Linked DNA regions of Sus scrofa: regions 1 and 2 are each linked to region 3. The links are chromatin contacts, called in public HiChIP or PLAC-seq maps. All regions are on one chromosome and are shown on one strand. The core of a region is the stretch at or near the end of the contact, and the rest is flanking DNA. Distances in the headings are between cores, read along the strand shown. Region 1 holds the start of ACSL4 (acyl-CoA synthetase long-chain family member 4). Region 2 holds the start of NXT2 (NTF2-related export protein 2). Region 3 holds the start of TMEM164 (transmembrane protein 164).

The links. HiChIP or PLAC-seq counts read pairs in DNA pulled down with a chosen protein or histone mark.
Region 1: a contact with region 3 is called in an H3K27ac HiChIP or PLAC-seq map of alveolar macrophages. The contact joins the promoter of ACSL4 here to the promoter of TMEM164 in region 3. A contact is called at or near these places in 1 of 47 Hi-C or Micro-C datasets (embryonic fibroblasts) and 2 of 2 datasets of contacts at active chromatin or transcription factors (alveolar macrophages and skeletal muscle).
Region 2: an H3K27ac HiChIP or PLAC-seq map of alveolar macrophages shows a contact between it and region 3. The contact joins the promoter of NXT2 here to the promoter of TMEM164 in region 3. A contact is called at or near these places in 1 of 5 promoter capture datasets (liver) and 1 of 2 datasets of contacts at active chromatin or transcription factors (alveolar macrophages).

What each region holds. Positions count from the first base shown.
Region 1 is chrX:89,834,840-89,839,430 of Sscrofa11.1, forward strand. It overlaps ACSL4 (acyl-CoA synthetase long-chain family member 4), which reads right to left and starts at 2,769. Exons shown (of 16, transcript NM_001038694.1): 1 at 2,699-2,769.
Region 2 is chrX:89,681,289-89,686,044 of Sscrofa11.1, forward strand. NXT2 (NTF2-related export protein 2) reads left to right here and starts at 3,445. Exons shown (of 5, transcript XM_003135314.4): 1 at 3,445-3,596; 2 at 4,580-4,664. The coding sequence starts at 3,499.
Region 3 is chrX:90,103,495-90,108,387 of Sscrofa11.1, forward strand. TMEM164 (transmembrane protein 164) reads left to right here and starts at 1,799. Exons shown (of 6, transcript XM_021080004.1): 1 at 1,799-1,919. The coding sequence starts at 1,872.

The sequences.
Region 1 (4,591 bases), core at 1,519-4,018, 270 kb before region 3:
TCAATTTCCTCATGATATTCTGCTACAATTATGCCAGATGTTACCAGTAGAGAAAAGGAAAGGGTGTGTGTGTGTGTGTGTGTGTGTGTGTGTATAACAATTTTATGAGAATCTAAAACTATCTTAAACAGTTAGAAAGAAAGAGGATATAAAACCAGCCAGTGGCAAGAGTGAAAAATAAAAGCTTTTCTTTTTGCTAAAGCTTCAGTAACCGAAAGTCAAGGAAAGAAAAAAAAGGGGGGTAATGCCAAGAAGACAGTCTACAGGCTATAATTAATAAAATCATCTCCTCCTCCCCTGTGGAGATTTAACTTCCCCAGGATTTTATTTCCCTGATTTGATTGTCATTGCTAATAAAAAAAATAATAAACTGACATACAAACTGTCTCTCCACAACCCCCACCACCATCACCACCATCCTGGACTATGAAATTAAACTCTGTAGGGTAAGGATTGTCTTCTTAACCATCATATCCGAGTGGCCTGGCACGAAATCAGCAACAGATGGAGGAAGGAGTTAAGTTGAATGAACGAACAAATGAATGAGTGAATGAGATGCCTGCATATTCAAATGCCTAGCCAATTACAGTCACAAGATAGTATGTATACATTTCTGTACAAATTTCTTAAAAGCCTTGAACATTTAAAAATAAATAAAGCGTGGTATTGTACACAATTCACTTGCAAGCCTAGGTTAACAATACCTGGCTTCTATAAAATGCTCCCCAATTTCTAGATTTCCACCTACAGTAATTCACTTGATAAGGATGAGTTAAGAATTCTGCATATGTAGACTGGAACTAGTACATGCAGATCTATGCTAGAGAAAAACGTCCTAAACAACTAAGGATTTGCCTTAACTTCAACTAAGGATTTATGGCACAGTCTTAAAATGCAAATTGCATTTTATATATATTTCAAATTGGTGGACTTTTATGGGTCGTTCTACCAACATCAAGACTCTTTTACAGAAGCTAAATTGAAGAGAGGAAAAGTGACTTGTCCAAGGTGATATAATGAATTAGTGCTGGAACTGGAACCAGAGCCCCTCCAGGGTCCCAATTCATTTCTCTTCTCCACTCAACTGGGCAAGCCTCTCCTTTCTCCACCCATCCCACCCCAACCCCCCAAAAAACACTTCAACAAAAATCTTAATCTGAATCACTTCTTTTTAAAGTAGGGGTTTTTTTTTTTGGGGGGGGGGAACCAATGTAATCAAGATTTCCATTGTTGCGTAAACCTTCCGTGGATTTGTAAGGGTCAAATCACTTCTCCTACCAGAACAATAAGGTACTTCATTCTATGTTGCCAGTAGACCAACAGTTTAATGTTTCATCCTCCACCTGAATGGCAGAGAGAGTGTTAATTCTTAGAGGAGTCTTACAGGTCTCACCTTTTAGCGGGTTTCATCGCTATTTTACAATTCAAGGAAGAGGCCTTAGACTATTAAAATCTTTGATATGCTCATTGACAGTACAGACATTGAATCTCCCCTTACAGCCTTCTGTACCAATAACAGTTAAAACTATTAGTCAGAGGCAATACAAAAGAAAAACTAAAGTGACAAGCAACTACCAAGACACGAGGATTTCATCAGGTTCAATCTCTGTTATGCAGCAACATGTTACTAAGAGCGAATTTAGAGGTCCTAAAATCAGAACCCAAGAAGGAACCCTCATTCCAACATCCTCATTTTTGTAAATGAGGAAACTGAGGCGCTGATTAAACCATTAACCAATGAAGCAGATGGCTTGCTTTTTCAAAGAGATTCATTTAAATGCCATTTCGTCCTTATTCTCCATCTCCCCGTTGTTTCTCAGAGCGATGATTGATTTTTTTTTTTTTTAAGGTGAAGAGCGATTTAGGGCAAAGTCATTTCAAGAGGGTGAAAAAAAAATGCCTTTTGAAGGAGGAGATGCTGGAGTCAAGAGGAGAAATGACGTCTTATTTAAAATATGTAACCCCTTAATGGGGGTTAGGCAATGAATCATATTCTCCTCGATTTTCCTCTGTGCGATAGACATCACCCACAGTTCTTTCTGTAGGGCCCTCGAATGAGAGGAAGAGGAAGTGAATAAAGCTAATGTTAAATATACAGCACCCACGGAGGACAGGGATGTAGATAGGTAGAACAGGAAAAAATAAGAGCCCGCTTCTGCTAGAAACCAGCCGTTTTCTAACACACCTAAAGATCCGGAAGCTGAGAGGATATCGGAACCTAGGGCATCCCTCAAATTCAAAGGGCGGATGCTTCCAGGGCCAGAGAGACCCCCTAGCTCCCAGACAGACAGCGACTGGAAGGGGACAAAATGGAGCTGAGGTCCAGGGGCGCCCTAAAGGTCGTTTGGAGGTCTGGCGAGTCGCTGATGTGCTCCTTCGGAAAGGGTCACGGCAAAGCCTAGCACCCCGATCAGGAAGATGCTTTTGCCCCTCGAAGGGCAGCGATCGGCAGGTAGAGGCAAGCCAGGGTCTCGAGGACCCCAGACCTCAGCAAAGGAGATGATACCGGGACTTAGGGATCTTCCCGGACGAGGGGGGCGGGCTCAAGAAGCAAGCCAGCGGATTCCGGGAACAGGAACGTCCCCTCAACCTCTTCTGGGCTCAGGTGTGGGACGGTGGCACGGCCAGAGCGGGGGCCCCGCCACAGCCAGAGGACAGAGGTGCCGGGGCCGGAGCCTCGCGGGCTGCAGTTACTCACCAGAGGCGCTGCCCACGGCGTCTTCGCAGCCGGCAGGCGCTGGGCACTCGGGAAGCTGGCGGAAAGGAGCCGCGTGCCCGCTAGCGCTGGTTCGAGGAGGGGCGCGCCGCGGAGGCCGGAGAAAAAGCCGCAGCGGCGCGCGCGCACCCGGAGGGCCGGCGGAGGCGGGGCGAGGCGCGGCGAGGCGCGGGCCCGGAAAAGACGCGCCCGGAGGGGCGGGCGGAGCGGGGGCGCGCGGTGGTGTGGCACAGCCGGCCGAATCGCGGGCGACGGCCCGCTCGGCCCACCCACGCTCCCGCCTCCGCTCGCCCCGACGTCAGCCGAAAAGGAGGAGCCCCGAGCTGGTCGCTAGCGGCTGCCGGGGGGAGATGGAGGGGGGCGATGGAGGGGGGTGCGGCGGGGGAGCCGAGCCGGCTAACGGCTCTGCCGCGGGGTCCAGCTCCTGTCCCGAGGCAACGTGATGGAGCGTGTTTTCGGGAGGTTCGGGCGCCTATCTGATTTCAGCGAGGTGCGGAACGGGCCCACGCCCGCACCTGCGCTCGCTTCTTAGGGCTCCACCCTGTAATGAAAGTTGCCCTCGGGTCATCTTCCAGCCTGCCCTCTCAAGATAAGCATCTTCGGACTTGACTGTTCTCCCTTCGGCGAGAGATCTTAACCTTCTTTGCCTAAGACACCCTGCTCCTCCGAGCCCGCGCTCACGCCTGTCTTCGCTTTATCTCGCCTCTCACTGCGTTGAGACCCCTGCCGTCACCCCCGTTTATGAAATATCACAAGAATGCAGGCTTTTCACTTTATGCCTTGCATTTCCACGGTGGTGTAATGGCCAAAGAGCTCACAACTGATAAGGACAAGTCACCGCAGCACTGTGGCATCTTACTGGCCCTGATCGTTGCTTCTGAGCCAGTCCTGCAAATACAGTTCCCAAGACCTTCAAGAAATTGTTGTTAAAAATAAAATGCTGGCGAACTGTCTTGGGACTTCAAAAGGGGCAGACCATAATTGCAAAGGAGCCACGACCAACTGCCAAGAATGTATCACCGCAAGAAAGAAAACGCCAGTATTCTTCCAGTTCCTTGATACATAATGGAGGACTAGCTTCCTCTTCTTGCTGGGAATGGACATGTCATTTCATTTGCTATTTTCCATTTTCCCATAGAATTACTGGAGGTAACAACATACGTGTGTTTGCATGTGTGGGGGGTGGATAGACCACCTCAGATTACAGGCTAGACTTATTCTTTGATACCTGGATCTGAGTGGGGCTGTGAAGTCTGAATCTTCACTAAGCATCTCAGGTGACACTATAGGTGGTTGGAGGCCCACAACTGGAGAGCATAAATCTACAGCCTTTATATGTTACTTCTTTGAGTGGGATTACTCATCCCATTTCCAACAGGCCCACCCATTTATATATAATATGCCTATGAACATTGCTGTGGCAGACATATAACTTCCTTTATCGAGAGTGACCTAGAAAGTTCAGGACTTCAAACAAGTTTAATTGTCATGTTTATTTTATGAGATCGTGTGGTAGTACCAGAAATAAGTAATCATTTGTCAGCTCTGTAATTCACGGAGTACCTACAGTGCACAGAGCCCTGTCATGTACAGCAGGGTTAATACAAATGAAATCAAGAAAATGATCATCCCCGCTCTCAACAGACTTGGTGTCTAGCGGTGGAATTAAAACACAGACACAGGCGGGGCCGTCATGGCTCAGCAGAAACGAATCTGACTAGCATCAGAGGACGCAGGTTTGATCAACTGGCCTCGCTCAGTGGGTTAAGGATCCGGGCATTGCCTTGAGCTGTGGTGTAGGTTGCAGATTCGGCTAGGATCCTGCCTTTCCGTGGCTGTGGTATAGGCTGGCAGCTGCAGCTTCCAATTTGACCC
Region 2 (4,756 bases), core at 2,195-4,694, 420 kb before region 3:
ACCTTAAATAGGCGAATTGTATGGTATATGAATTACATCTCAATAAAGTTGTTTTTAAAAGCACTATCTGGGGAGTTCCTGTTGTGCCTTAGTGGTAACAGACCCGACTATTATCCATGAGGATGCAGGTTCAATCCCTGCCCTTGCTCAATGGGTTAAAGATCCAGCATTGCCATGAGCTGTGGTGTAGGTCGCAGATGCAGCTTGGATCCCGCGTTGCTGTAGCTGTGGTGTAGCCTGGCATCTGCAGCTCCAATTTGACCCCTAACCTGGGAACTTCCATATGCCACAGGTGCAGCCCTTAAAAAAAAAAAAAAAAAAAAAAAAAAAAAAAAAAAGACAAAAATAAATAAATAAATAAAACACTATCCAATGTGAACAGGCCAAAGATGCCTGGCTAAGTTAGTTGGTAGAGCAAGAGACAATATGAACGGATTGGTTGCCAATTAGAGACCTGAGGAGAAGGGGCTGGCCACTCAGATCACTTCCCTGATTGGTCTAGACTAGTCCTTCTCAAGTCAAGAAGACCATGAAGGTTCAGATAGGGATGTTGGTAACTCCAAACATAGTTACTTTCATTAGGTCTACACTTGACCAGGAGAAATGGCTGCACAGAATAGTCACAAGGAATCCTAATTAACCCAATTTATTGCTCAAACATTCTGGTAACTTGAGGCCCCCCAGCCCTATCCTGAACCATACCGATGCCTCTTAATAACACCGAAATTAATCTAATCTGTCCCAACTTTGTATTCTCAAAAAGGTGGCAGCATAATCTCCTCTGCCATGGGTAGGAAAATAATATTCCTCTAGCATGGACTGTATGACAGGCACTGTCTCATCTAATTCTCACAACAATGTTATGCATTAATATTATTATTTTCAGTTTATGGATTGGTAGACCGAGTTATGCGATGGTTAGATAATTTGGCCAAGGTCGCAGAGCTGCTCAGTGGCATGGCCAGGATCTAAACTCAACTGATACCAACAATGATGTGCTTAACCAAGATGTAATTCTGTGTCCCAGAAAAAAAAAAAAAAAAGGCCTTTCACACTTTTCCTAGTAACTCTCTCCACTTTTTTGCACATGTTCAGTTATTTAGTGAAGACCAATTCTGTGTATTATTCACCTAGTTCCCATTTGTCTCCCCAAACATAGTTTCCATATGGTAAAAGTCATTGCTCTGACTAACCAGAACCTGGCATTGCTTTCTATGTTTGTTACCTAATCAAACTTGGGTCCATTTGCCCGACATGCAGCAAAGTCAATCTACTGATACCAGGTTGTAGTGAAGGAGAGAGTTCAGCACTTATTTCATGGCAAAGCAAGGAGAATGGATAGCTCATGATCAAAAGACCTCAACTCTCTCTTCCCATTGTGGCTCAGTGGGTTACAAACTCAACTCGTATCCACGAGGATACAAGTTCAATCCCTGGCCTCGCTCAGTGGGTTAAAGATCTGGCATTGCCATGAGCTGCAGTGTAGGTCACAGATATGGCTTGGATTCTGCGTGCTGTGGCTATGGCTGTGGCTGGCAGGTGCAGCTCTAAGTGGACCCCTAGCCTAGGAAATTCCATATGCCACAAGTATGGCCCTAAAAAAAAAACCTAAACTCCCTGATGACTTTGGGGCAGGGCTTTTAAAGGCAACATGAGGGAGAGAGCAGCAATATGCCTGATCAGATCATGGACATTCTTCTGATTGGTTGGTGATGAGGCAACTGAGTGGTGTTTCAGGAATCAACATTTACAGCCTTTTGGTTTCAACTGGTCTGGAGTCTACATGCTGGTGGCTAGAGGTTAACTTCTTCCATCTGGTAGGGGTTTTAGTATCTTCTAAGCAGCTCAAGGATATGGCTCCAGATATTATTTATAGCCCTAAAGGAGGACCCAAAGGTCTTTAACTTTGTTTTTATGGCTAACCTCATGTATTGCTTGACTATTTTCCTTTGTTTGTATTTCTCTGATTAAATTTACTGTTTGGAACTCAGTGAAGGGCTAGGATGCTGAAGCTTTTCTACACACCAGAGGCAGGGGATGCAGGGTGTTCTGTCCCCAGGAAGGCCCCTCGAGTCCTACTCTATTCTTGTTATCAGTTTACCCACCCTCCCCTCCTTGTAGCACATCAATAAAAGTGTACAGAGTTTTGTGCAAATATTCAGTGCAAAACTCTAAGTCTTCCCTCCACTTCTATCTCAGTTGTCCCTTTTCAGTACTCACAATACTCCTTTAGTCCCCAGCATTATTGCCCCACACCAACAGGCATGCCCCGTAGCCAAAGGACAGGTCACATCCCTTAGGGTTCTGGCAACATGAAATGAGGGAAGGCTCCATGGAGGAGGCTGTACCTGTCCTCCTCCCTGAAGGGCAGTCGTAAATGAAGAGAATAAATATTCCAAAATAAGCATAGTGTAAGCAAATGCATGATAGCGGAGTATCTAAGAACAAAGATTTGGGGATAAACAGTTAGTTGCGAGTTAAAATCCTGGCTTCACTAGCTGTGTCATCTTGTCCAACTTAACCTCTTTGAACCTAAGTTTAAATTCTTATAAATTTAGATAATAATGTTTCTCTCTTTGGGTGTTGTGAGGATTGTATGAAATCATAATAAGGCCAGACACATTCTAAGCTCTCAAACTAAAAAAGCAGTCACCTATAAAGCAGTGAACACAAGTCATTTTCGGTAAACAGTAGTAGTTAACTTTGCCAGTGTTGGTGAATAATGGGAAAGAAGTCTGGAAAGATAAATTCAGACCAAACCAAGGTAAGTCTTTAAAGATTGGGAAAATTGAGGGGAAATGAGAATAGAGCAAAGTCAAAATGTGTGTATAGAGGAGAGAGAGAGAAAAAGAAAGAGAGAGAGAGAGAATTTCTTTAAAGAGTGGGAAGAATTGGATAAGTTACCTGGAACTCCTCTATAATTCATTTTTGTTTATCGTCTATCACTCCTATTACCTTGTGAGTTTCATGAGGGTATGGATCATGCCTGTTTTGTTCACCACTATATATCAAGAACCTTGTACAATGCCTGACCCACAGTACGTGTTCAGTAAATATTCGTTGAAATGAATAATGAATTATGACGATGGGATGGGGGGCAGGGGGATACCAAAGAAAAAAATTTCCAAGAATTCAAGCGTAGATGACTGAAATAATACAAAAGATTCTAAGTGCAGAGGAAATAATGCCTTTAAATTTGGACTCTGCAAGTTTGATAAACCTGTAGCGTATTTACGTCTTCATACTTAGCGAAACTACATACGTGGAATTGGAACTCAGAAAAGCGGCGGGAAGGAGGGGCTGGAGATGTGTTTTGAGGTTCGTCAGCATACAAGTATCAATCGAGATCACGTGGGAGGGAGGTTTTAAATGGGAGACGCCACCGGAAGTGACGCCAGTAAGAGGGGAGCAGAGGAGGCTGCATAGTGTACAGCGGGAAGTTCGCTGCAGTTGGAGCTAGGTGAAGAAAGGAGAGTGAGGGAAAAATCAGATAAAAGTATGAGGAAATTCAGAAGAGACTGGTTTCAGGGAGACAGAGAAAGACCCCATGGAAAGAGTGACCATTTTCATGAGGAGCCACATACCAGCCATTCATGGTAAGTCTGTGGCGATACCGGATCGATTTGACCACCCAGAAATTGTTGGGGGCTTTGAGATGAGCGGTTTTGGAGGATGCTGGGGCGTGTTGCAGGGGTAATTAAATTGCTTAAGCTTGAATCTCAACTAGTTTGTGACTGTAAGGGGGTTATGTAATCACTCTATGTCTTAACTATGTAACAGAAGTAGTTACCTCAGATCGTTATTGTAAGTGATTAAGTGAATGTGGGTTAAAATGCTTAGAAAAGTACCCTCCTCCCTGATAACCAGCCGGTAAAATTTTAGCTATTTTTAGGGAGTAGGTTGTGGAAAGTGTTTAATGGCTAGTTTACTAGAAACCAACCTTCATTTGAGGTCTGCAAGACACTTGAAAATGCAGCCCAGAATGAAGGGACTGAGCCTTTTCCAGTGAAATAGTGCCAAATCAAATAGTCAATAATTTTAGGAATAGTAAGGAGACATTGGCTTTTAATGCAGTGTGGATCGATTCTTCCAGAACATTCCAGAATGCTGAGCCGTTGTCTACCAGTCATGCGCAGTAGGTTTGCCCGCTTTTCCCCAAGCTCCACCCACTTTTCCTATTGGTTACAGATCTGGCCAGTGTCCTCACAATCCACATTGGCTTTTAGCTAGCACTGGCCCCGCCTCCTGAAGCAAAGAAGCCCCCACCATTGGACGCTTTAAGTAGATCTTTTATGCTGTCTCTAGGCGGGTTGGCGAAATGGATACTTTTGTTGAGATTGTACCTTAACAAAAACAAAGTGATTTTTTTTTCGAAACTAAGTTAATAAATATCAAACAAGTGAGCACATACGGCAGACAGGAGGGTACGGTCGGAACTGAAGAGACTTGGACTTAAGGTTGGTACATCGGGGTGCTTTTAACAACGGACCGAGCTACTTCCGGGGGAGAATGGGCGGGCAGAGAATTCTGTGCGTTTGGCGGGTTTCGCTTTCTTTCTAAGTATTTGACCCTCACGCAGCCGTGGGAGCCGGACACGAGAAGACGTAGTGACGCCGCCACTGCTGGAACAGGGTGCTTCGGGCTCCCCGATGGCTATGTCCGTGGTGAGTGCGGCGGCCGCGGCAGGGTGCCTGAGCGCGGGTGGCTGAGGGGCGGGGCTCTGGGGCGGGCTGTCTGCTGGTCACGTGGTAAAGCG
Region 3 (4,893 bases), core at 549-3,048:
TTTCCAAAATCCGACCCACCATTTCAGCTCAGTTTTTATTTGCCTTTTACCTATGGGGAGGGACAACATTCCCCTAGTCTCTGCTGAGTGCCTTATTGTTTGCCACTCTGCTAGGTGCCGAGATGGGGTTTAGAAAAGATGAAGACCCGTCCCTGCTGTCAAAGATCTGAGTGTGGGAGACAGAACTAACAATGAGAGAACAATGGAAGGCAGTATGTGATTCAGAATAAAATGAGTAGTGCAGGCAATAACGGCTGTTGAGGTTCAGAGGAGGGAGAGAGCTCTTGGGAGCTGGGGGTGGGGGTTGCGGAGAGTGCAATTTCACGTGGGCTCCGAAGCCTGGGTAGGCTTGTTTATGCAGATGTGGGGGAAGGCACTGAATGTGAGAGTGTTTGCACGTGTGCGGGCTTGCCTGCACCGATGTGGAACTGGATGAGGAGAACGGGGAGCATTTATTGAGCACTTTTTATGCACCAGACACTGCAGAGTGTGCTACCTAATTCAACTCATTTAAATGTGCATAATCCTAGGAATCAGATACTAGATAACTGACGACCCTTCAGCTGATAGATGGAAACTGAGGCCCCAAAGAGGTCAGTTGCCCAACTGGGAAGTAAGAGGAATTGAATCCTGGGTGGTTCAACACTTGGCTTATTCTACTTTTGGAAGAGAGGATTTTGTGCCTCAGGTGAGGAAGTTGGCCTGGCTCCAGTTACTAAAGAGGGTCATTTTGCAAACACAGGACCCTCCAGGCCAAAATCCCAAGGGAAGTTCAGCGGTAAGGAAGCCTTTTACTGAGTTATAACCTCATTGCTCCTTCCTTGAAGAGAGGAACCTAAGATCTCAGGCTGCAGTCAATGCCAGGAGCTCCACAGCTTTATTATCCTTAATGTTACGCTGCAGAGGATTTAACAAAACACCTATGAAAAATGAATTCAGTGGAGTGAGCTGCTAAACCAATTTTTTTTTTTTTTTTTTTTTTTTTAGGGCTGCATCCATGGCACATGGAGATTCCCAGGCTAGGGGTCGAATTGGAGCTACAGCTGCCGGCCTACGCCACAGCCATGCCAGATCCGAGCTGCATCTTCGGCCTACACCACAGCTCTCGGCAATGCAGGATCCTTAATCCACTGAGCAAGGCCAGGGATCGAACCCGCAACCTCATGGTTCCTAGCGGAATTCATTTCTGCTGAGCCACGACAGGACTCTGCCGCTGAATCAGTCTTGTTTGTCCTTGTTCTTTATTAATTAGCGTTTGAAGAGCATCAGGCCTATGGTAGATGCTGTACAAAGCTTGGAATTAGACAAGGCTACCTGGCTCTGCAGCTCTACTTGTGGGGAAAACCACACTTGTAAAGGATGGGAGGACAATAGCCTGATAACACATTAGACTGTATTTTATGTTTTGAGTCTGGCTTGCAGCCAATACCAGAAAGTGTTTCCCAGGCAAGGTGCCTAACCATGTTTTTCTGGATATTCTCCTAATTCTTTGTGAGTCTTCAATAAATATTAAATCAACACGAGGTCGATTCTATAAAGGTCTTTTTCCTGTTTCCTGCCCAAAGAAAAGTAAACCACAGTCTACGGGTAAAAGGCAGCAGGGAAGGGGGGCCCTGTTTCAATCAGCAGCCCTTATCCAATTCTTGGCCCCCACCCACACTGTCCTGGCCGGCCTTTCAGAGGCAGGACTCTTGGCCAAGTGCAGGTTGGGAAACAGCTGCTCCGTTGCAGGGAGGGGGGCAGGGAAAGAGGTCAGGGGAAGCTTCTTTTCCTTCAGCTCCAGTACGGTTGAGCAGGAAGGTGTGGCAGGCGGAGGTTAGAGGGAGAAACACCGGAGCAGAGCTGGAAGGGGAAGAGCCTAGCAAAGTAAGATGCCTCGTCCTAGGACTGGAGTGGAGGGTACGGCTGTGTCTAGAAAGGTGAGAGAAGATGCCTTCCTGGCCCTGCCCAAGTCGGCTGTTTTCCGAGTGGACCGGAGGAGAGGCGAGGAGTAGAAGATCCCACCCAACAAACCTCCCAAAGCCAAGCCTGCCCAGCCGCTCATCACTAGCAACGGCTCGTCCATTCCCCAAGAACTTGGCGAGGGCCGGCTAAGCGCCTACTAGGTGCAGGGCGTACAAAGATGTGTCCTGGGGAACCGGGTCATAGGAGGTGGAGTCGGTCAAAACGGCTTCGCGGAGGAGGCGAATTCCGTAGACCATGGTGCAGGAAGGTGGCCGTGCACGCGTGCTGGCTCGGCAAGTGCAGAACGCGAGGCAGGCCGGGGAGGAGGGGAAGGAGGCGGGGACTGAGCCCGGGGGAGGGAGGGGAGGGAGCGGAGAAAAGAGGGAGGGTGGGAGGTGTGAAGGGTGGGAGCGAATGTGGGGGGGAGGCCGGAGAGGGGGGAGGAGGCGCGGCGGGGTGGCCGCGGCTCGAGGGCGCGAGGGGGCCCGGGGCCAAGCCGGACGGGAGCGGGGAGGCGGTGGCGGCGGCGAGGGGGAGGAGAGAGGGAGGGGAAGAAGGAGGAAGCGAGCGCGGCTGCTGCAGGGGAGGAAGACCGGGAGGAGGAGCCGAGTGCGGCGGCCGCTGCGGCCGCCGGGGGAGCCGAGAGCCGGGGCGCGGGGAGCGCGGGGAGCCGAGTGGGCGCCCGAGCCGGGGCCGCGGGCCGAGCTGCCGGTGAGTGGAGCCCCGAGGGGCGCGGCGGCCCGTCCCCGGGGCCGGGCGGGAGGCGCGGGAGGTGCGGCGCCGGGGCGGAGGGAGCGGGCCGGCCGGAGCCCAGCCCCCGGCTGGCCCGGCCTCCCGCCCGCCTTCCCTCCCTCCCTCCCCGCTTCCTCCCGCCGCTGCCCGCGCGAGGGGGCAGGTCCCGGGCGGGCCGCGGGCTGGGGGAGGTGCTGCCTGGAGGGCGGGCGTCTGGGGCCGGGGGTGGAGCTGGGGGCTCGGGGGTGTACCCGGGGGCGGGAGGCTGGACCGGGACGGCTCTAAATTGGCTCGGAGGGGCCGGTCGGCGGCGAAGTTGCTCGCTGGGGGCAGAGACGGCCACGCGGTTGCAGGAGTAAGCGATCCCCTGTGGCGAGTGCGTGAGACGAGGAGTCCGGCGCCCCCGCCAGCCCTGTCGCCCTCCCCGCCTGCCCTGCCCCGCCAGCTCCCCTCCTGGCCTCCGCGTGTCCCTTCGCCGTCGCCCCCCGGTTCGCTCCCGCCGCGCTGCTGGGTCCCCTCGGCCCTCGCTCTGACCCTCCCGGCCTCCGACTTCCCCTGACCCCTCCCTGCTTGCTTCGCCACTGCCCCTGTTCCCCTTTTCCTCCCTCGCTAGTTACCCCTCCCCGCTTCGTAATTCCCGATGCAATTGCCTCTTTGAGACCTTTTTTTTTTTTCCTCTCCTTCCTTTTAGATTGGCCAACGGCTCGTTTCCACCCTGCCTCGTTGGTGGCCACTGGAGAAGCGCGGGGGGCTCCCCAGACAGCCGTGGGGACAAGTTAGAGCCAGCACTTTGCCCCGGGCCTCGCGTGTAGTTTCCCCGTCCCCTGCTCTCGGCGCCCCGGTGTCCAGAGGGGGTGCGGGTGCGGGGGTGTGCCCTCCGTACATGTCCCACCTCCAGGGCCACCCTCCGGGCTTGTGTTCCATCTCGCTCTTGCTTCCTGCACGGTGGTCGCGGGGAACCACCTTGCATCATGTCCCGGTATAGCTACCAAAGTCTCCTGGACTGGCTCTATGGGGGCGTGGACCCCAGCTTTGCAGGCAATGGGGGCCCCGACTGTGCTGCCTTCCTCTCTTGGCAGCAGCGGCTGCTGGAAAGTGTGGTGGTCCTGACCCTGGCCCTGTTGGAGATCCTGGTGGCCCTGCGGCACATCCTGAGGCAGACGAAGGAGGACGGTAGGGGTGGCCGTGGCTGCCAGCCAGAGCAGGTGACCCAGCGGCCAGAGGAAGGCAAAGAGAGCCTGAGCAAGAATCTGCTCTTAGTAGCCCTGTGCCTGACCTTCGGGGTGGAGGTGGGCTTTAAGTTCGCCACCAAGACCGTCATCTACCTGCTCAACCCCTGTCACCTGGTCACCATGATGCATGTGAGTCTGTTGACTTTTTCCCCGGGGCAGCCTCAGCCATCAGAGTCAGTTGTGTGCTCAGGACCCTTGGCGGTGTAGAACCCCTCATCCGTGTGGGAAGTGGGAGCCTTAAAAATAATTTGCCAACGAGGGGCTGTTTCGGTGCGGATTTTAGATCTGGCTTTCTACCACCTCTGCACCAGCCCCCCAGTGGAGGTGAGCCCAAGGAAAGACTGGCCCTCAGGCCGGCAGCCCCTCCCCTCCTAGGCCTGCCCTGGCCTTCCAGAAGCAGGAAGTCCAGCCCCAGCCAGGTGCCCTTTCTCAGTCACATCTAGGGACCACGGCCCAGGCACCCCCCCCTCCGCCGGCCCCTCTGCCACAGTTAATTTCCCAGCGGCCTAGTTGCATTCTTTCCTGGAGGTGGTCACAGAAGGTTCCCAGTCTCCACTGTGGTACTTTGGCGAAATACAGGTTTCTCTTAAGGACTCTTTCCTTGGGGAGTTCATGCTCTTAGGGTGAGGTCTGCCTTTGAGTTCTGAGGTGTGGGAGCAGCGCCAAGCTCCGACTCACTGCACTCTGAAACAGACCCCAGGCGGGCCCGTCAACTTTTTTCTCTGTCTGTGGCGAGAGGGTATTTATTTCCTGCAAACCTCTCCCATCTTCCCACTGAAATCTCCCCAGGACATGGTCCAGGGGTGCCCAGAGAGCGGATTTCTTTACCTCCCATTAGCAGTGCTAAGAAAAACAAATGAGATTGAAAAGGAAAGTTGCCAGATACATAAAAATAAACTGGGTGAGGACCAAGAGCGAGACTGCCTTTCTGTACTCAGCCTGTGCAGAGAGATATTCTAAAACTATAAAATCGTGGAGGAGGAGG